Linked DNA regions of Oryctolagus cuniculus: region 2 is linked to region 1. The links are chromatin contacts, called in public Micro-C maps. All regions are on one chromosome and are shown on one strand. The core of a region is the stretch at or near the end of the contact, and the rest is flanking DNA. Distances in the headings are between cores, read along the strand shown. Region 1 holds the start of PTOV1 (PTOV1 extended AT-hook containing adaptor protein). Region 2 holds the start of DBP (D-box binding PAR bZIP transcription factor).

Region 1 (2,726 bases), core at 114-2,613:
GGCAGCTCACCTGGGGCTGTCCTACCTGCCACATTCGGGGCGCGCAGTGCCTGGGGGGGCTAAGCAGCGGGCCCCCCTGCGCGCACGCACTGCCACACAGCAGGGTTTAGGGTCACCTGGAAGGCAGGCTGGCCGCTGGGCACCTGGGAGCTGGCTGGATCTGGGGTCCCGCAGGGAACCGTCAGGGACGCCTGCCTGGCACCCAGGCATACCCGCCCTGGCAGCAAGAGCACACCCAGATGAGGGCTCACCTGCTACCCCCCCCCAAAGTAAATCTCCACCCGGACAGGTGCCGCCGCCCCGTGCGCCACGCAGGGGGGCCCGCGGAGCACCTGGAGGGGAGCTCAAAGCCCCGGGAGCACACGTCTCGGGGCCCGGGCGTCCACGCGTGTCCCGTCCGCGAACGAGCCGCGAGCAACACGGGCACGCGCGCTCGCACCGCCCTCGAGAAAGCCTCGCCGGGGGTTCTGAAAAGTGCATGCCGCCTGCAGGAGCCGCACGGCGCGCGCCGACGCCCAAGGTCCCGGGCGTGCGTGGGAGTCAACTCCAGGGTCGGCCACTGGCAGGACCTGGGGGAGGACGCCACCCGGGACCGCACGGGCGCGCGCGTGCGGAACGCAGCCCCTGGCCCCCACGTCCAATGCCCTGCCCCTGCCCAGCAAGGAAGCAACTTTGCAATCGGAAAAACAAGCGCGCGCGGCGCCCGCCCCCCACCCGCGTCCAGCGGGCCGCGCAGTCAGCAGTAATCTGAGCCCGCCCCGCCCCCGGGCCCCCCCACCCCGGCCTACCCGCCTAACAAAGGGGAGAGCCGGACGCGGACCACCCGGGGCCACGGGGGACCTCGGCCCCGCGCGGGGCCACCCCCCGCGCCTCGGCGGCGCCCCCGGAGAGGAGGGGGCTGCGCACAGTGGCGTGGGAGCCTGGGGAGGCCCCCGGGGGCGGGGCCGTGGAAGGCTCTGGAAGCAAGGCGCGGGGCTCACCATGGGAGGGGCCGAGCGGGCCCGGATCCGCGGCGGCTGCGGCCCCCGGGGGCTGGCGGGCCAGGAGCGCGAGCGCACGGCGCGCACCGCGAGCGGCCGCGGGGGGCGGCCGCGACCCCCGAGGGGACCCCCAGCGCCGGAGCGGTGCGGAGCGCGGCGCGGACGGACCATGGCAGCAGGAGCGGGCTGGGGGCTGCCGCGGGCCACCGACCGAGGGGCGACGGGCTGAGCCGTACCAAGCGCGGGGGACGCGCTGCCTGAGGGGTCGCCGCGGCCAAACCACTGCGGCGCGCGGGGGAGCCCGGCGCGTACCAACCGCGTCCGCGAGGGGCGTGGCCGGAGCGTACCATGCGGGGCGGGGGGAACCCGGGAAAAGGGGGAGCGAGGGACCGGCCGCAGGGGGACACGTCGGGCCGCTCCGGCCGGCGGGGCGGGGCCGGGAGGGCGCGCGAGGGAAGTTTTAGGGGGCGTGGCGGAGGCCGCAGACGGTACCAAAGAGTTGGAGAGGGTGGACTTGAAGACGGTGCCACTTCGGTTCTGGGCTGGGAGTCAGGACTCCCGCGCAGTCAGGAGACCATACCAAAACACTTCAGGAAATAGGGGAGGACGTATAATGAGTCGGGGGGACGAGGGACCCTACCAGAGAGGACTGGGGTACGGATCGCACAGCGCACATTGGAGCGCTTAAGGTTTTCTTGGTAGCGGTGACGTGGTTGATGGGGAAGGGACTACAACTCCCAGAGGCCCTCGCGGGACGGGGCGGGGCCCGCGGCCCATGAAGCCCGCCCCCGCTAGTCATAGCCGTGCGCCCATTGGCTCCCGCGTCCAGGCTCCGCCCACCCGCTGTGAGCCGCTCAGCTGTCGCTGAATTCTTGCTTGAATCTGTTTCGTCTAAATATCTATACTTACAGCGGTTGTGACGTCAAATAATAAACCCGTGCTTGGCACGGTACTCAAATACTTGTCAGCTTTTCTTGAAAAAGAGCCCAGAGGCCCCGCACGCGTAGGGCGCGGGTTCGCATCCCTGCTCCACTCGGGCCCCCGCGCCCGCCCGAGCCGTCCACGCGAGACCCGAATAAAACCCTCGGCGGCGGCCCGGCCCTCCGACCCTTTCCACTCAGTGCACCCTTAACGAGCAGACAGAGGCCCGTTTTCGGCGGGAGACCGATCACGGGCTGTGGCTCCCGGTCAGCAGCGTGGAGGCAGCGGGGCGGTCAGGCCAGCCCGGTCACGCCGGCTGCGCGGCTCCCGGCTCCAGAGCCGGCTGGAGGCAGACTCGCTCGTAACTTTGTGGATATTTTTAAGGACCTCTGGCTGCTTTACGGGGAATGAAACTCCTGGGAAGGGGGAGGCACCTGCGCATCCCGTCGCCTGCCTGGTCCTGAGGCCCGGCCCGCCTCCCCCGCCCCGGCCCTCCTCCACGCCCCGGTCCAGGCACAGCCCCGGGCGGCCGGGCGGGTCACTCGTGGGCGAGCTCAGCCAGGGAGAAGCAGAGTCCAGGGCCAGAGACGTAATCAAATGGTATCTTTACTGAACGGTGGCCAATGCATGGGACAGAATACAAACACGCAGGGCACTGCAGCCTAGGTGTGCAGTTCAAGATTGAAAAAATACAGATTGAAAAATAGAAAGATTTACTCATTAAAATTGTTTCCTCTTTCATCATTCTCTTGCTCCTTTGACTTGAAGCCGGAAGGCTGGCGCGGCCCGGGCGGTCCCGGGCTCCGCCTCGGCCCCGGGGCTCAG
Region 2 (2,700 bases), core at 51-2,550, 780 kb after region 1:
CCTCAACATCACCTCCCTGCAGGTGAGGCAGGGGTGTCCGCTGGCCGCCCGCCCCCTCCCCAGCCGCCGGGAGCTCCGAGGGTCCCGCGCGCCCTGGGGGTGGGGCTTGGCCAGGCCCCGCCCACCCGCTCGCATTCACCCCCGTCCTGCGCCCCGCTTTCCCGCAGATGCACTCCCTGAGACTCCTGAGCCAGAACCCGCCGTCCCAGATCTTCCAGAGCCTCAGCGGCAACGGCCGGCCCCTGCAGCCCCTGGCCCACAGGGCCCTGAGGGGCAACAGGGACCCACGGCACCCCGAGAGGCGCTGCCGAGGCCCCAACTACCGCTTGCATGGTAGGGCCCAGTCCGCACCCCTCCACGTCTCGCGCTGACCCTGAGCGCTCAGCCTTTTCCCCGCTGCATGTCCACGTGGTACAACCCGCCACGGGCCACGGTGCCCCCTTTCCTCTTTGCTGCTTGGCAAGGCAGCGTCCTGGCTTCCCCGCGGGGGTCCCGCTTCTGCCTTTTCCAAAACGGGACAGTCCGGATCCCCTCCCGGTTTCCATGTGGTACGTCCCACAGCGCCCCCTTGCTGGCAGCCGACATGGTACAATCCCTCCCCCTCCCCGCCGCCTCTCGGTGGTTCAGCCCAGCGAGCTGGCGGGCCCCCCCGGCTTTTCCACATGGTACGGCCCAGCCCCGCCCTCGCGCCCCACCCCCGCCGGGTGCAGCCCTGGCCACTCCCCGTAGCTGCTCGGCTTGGCACTTTCCGGCTCCCCCCGCCGGAGTCTCCGTGTGGTAGAGCCCGGCGCGGCCACGCCCACGCCCTCTGCCCCGCGCCCCTGAACTTCCGCCGTCTGTCTCCACAGTGGATGGCGCTCCGCTAGGTCGCTGAAGCTCCGCGTCCAGGATTGCGCCTGCCCGTCCCGAGCCTCCCCACGAGGGGAGGGAGGTCACCCCCAAAACAAAGCTATTAAAGAGACAGAACACTTCCTGCTTCTCGGTGGTCTGAGTCTAGGCGCGGTGGGCGGAAAACTTGGGTAGCAGATAAGAGCTGCCGCCTCCCAGAAGCCAGTCGCTCTCTTCCGGAGCTTCCGTCCCCCCAAAAGCGACCCATCTGGGCACGCAGGCCTCCCCCGCCTCCCCCAAAGAAAAAGACCCATCTGGGCACGCGGCTCCTTTAAGAGGCACCTCCCCGCCCCACCCCCGCCGTCGGCAGCACGCGCCGGGCCATGTGCTTCCCCCTCCCTCCCGCCTCATTGGCCAGAACTGGGTCACGGTCCCGCCCCCTGAGCCGCCTCCCATTGGGCAAATGTAGGTCAGTGTCCCGCCTCCCTCCGAGCGGCGAGGCCGCGGCACGCGCTCAGCCCCTCACGCGCCCTCCCGGGCCGCGGCAGATCCGAGGGCTCCCATTGGCTGCGGGTCTCCAGGGGTCGGGACGCGATTGGCCCGTGCCGGCGGCCGGAGGGAGGCACGCGGCCGGGGAGGATGGCCAGGGCGGCCGGCGGGGGCCGAGAGGAGGGGCGCGCGCTGTGGCGTCGGTGTTTTGGTTTTTTTTTTTTTTTCCGCGAAAGAAGTTTGCTGTGGCCCCGCCTCGAGGCGGCCCCCTCCCCCGCCGCGCGGCGCACACCTCCGGGTGCGGGGCGCAGAGCGCCTTGCATTGCGAGAGCGGCGGACTTCGCGGGAGCCGGGCTCGCCCACCCTGCAGAGGCAGCGCCGCGGGCACCCGAGGAGCCGTCGCGTCGCCCGGGCTGCCGGGCGCTCCTGCCCCGAGCACCGCCAGGCCCCGTGCTGGATACTGGAGGCTTGCAAGCTGCCCTCGCCCGCCCCCGGGCCGGACACTCGCCCGAGCCGCGGCAAGGACCGTGCTGGTGACTGGCAGGCCCGCCCGCGCCCGCCTCCGCCCCGGGAGCCCATGAGCCTGGGGGCAGGTGCCGGGCGATGGCGCGGCCTCTGAGCGACAGGACCCCGGCCCCGCTGCTGCTGGGAGGCCCGCCCGGGGCCGCCCCTGGCGGGGGATCGCTGCTCGGGCTCCGCAGCCTTCTGCAGGGGACCAGCAAGCCCAAAGAGCCGGCCAGCTGTGAGTGAGCCCCCACCCCCGCCTCCTCCGATCCGGACAGCCCACTCCCTGGGGCCGCAGGTGCCGCCCCGAGTGCAGGGACTGCGTCTCTCCGCACCTGTGTCTGTTCATTCTTGAGCTTTTAGATCCCTAGAGCCCCTTAGAGCCCAGGACCCCCCGCCCCAAATGCCGGCTCTGAAGCCCGTACGTGAGGACCTCCCTCTTCCGCCCGCCCCAAGACTCAGGAGTCCAGCGCCCCAGGCCCCTGGGGCCCCTTTGGCTCGGGAGCCCGGACCCCCGGGTCCAGGGAGAAGGGAGGGGGTGTGTCGGATGCTCACACGGAGGTGACACGGGCGTGGGCGGAGCCTCGCGGGCTCACATGGAGTCTGGGGATGAGGAGTGTGCCCCACGAGTAAAGCCCCCTCTGGAGGGCGGGGGAGCCGCGCGGCTGTCAGTCTCCCGGCGCACCTGTCCCGGCGCCGACCCCCACTCGCCCTGAGCCTCCGCCCCTGGCTGCCCTGGGCGGCTGTGGTCCGCGTCCCTGCCCCGCCCCCGCCTCGGTGTCCCCCGGCGTCTGCCTGTGCCGCCCCCGTGTCCCCCGGGGGTCTCCGTGAGCCGGGCCGCTTCTCCCATCTCGAGCCCCACATTCCCCCCCTACCCCG

What was found. A called contact is a pair of places that touch in the nucleus more often than the background predicts.
Region 2: a Micro-C map of ear pinna shows a contact between it and region 1, with 7 times the contacts expected there. The contact joins the promoter of DBP here to the promoter of PTOV1 in region 1. A contact is called at or near these places in 3 of 6 Hi-C or Micro-C datasets (ear pinna, psoas muscle and an unstated tissue).

The regions. Positions count from the first base shown.
Region 1 is chr18:7,710,383-7,713,108 of mOryCun1.1, forward strand. PTOV1 (PTOV1 extended AT-hook containing adaptor protein) reads right to left here and starts at 1,364. Exons shown (of 13, transcript XM_051841669.2): 1 at 1,217-1,364. The coding sequence starts at 1,330.
Region 2 is chr18:8,492,031-8,494,730 of mOryCun1.1, forward strand. It overlaps DBP (D-box binding PAR bZIP transcription factor), which reads left to right and starts at 1,301. Exons shown (of 4, transcript XM_051831357.2): 1 at 1,301-2,059. The coding sequence starts at 1,921. It overlaps CA11 (carbonic anhydrase 11), which reads left to right. Exons shown (of 8, transcript XM_070063136.1): 6 at 1-22; 7 at 168-333; 8 at 849-971. The coding sequence ends at 874.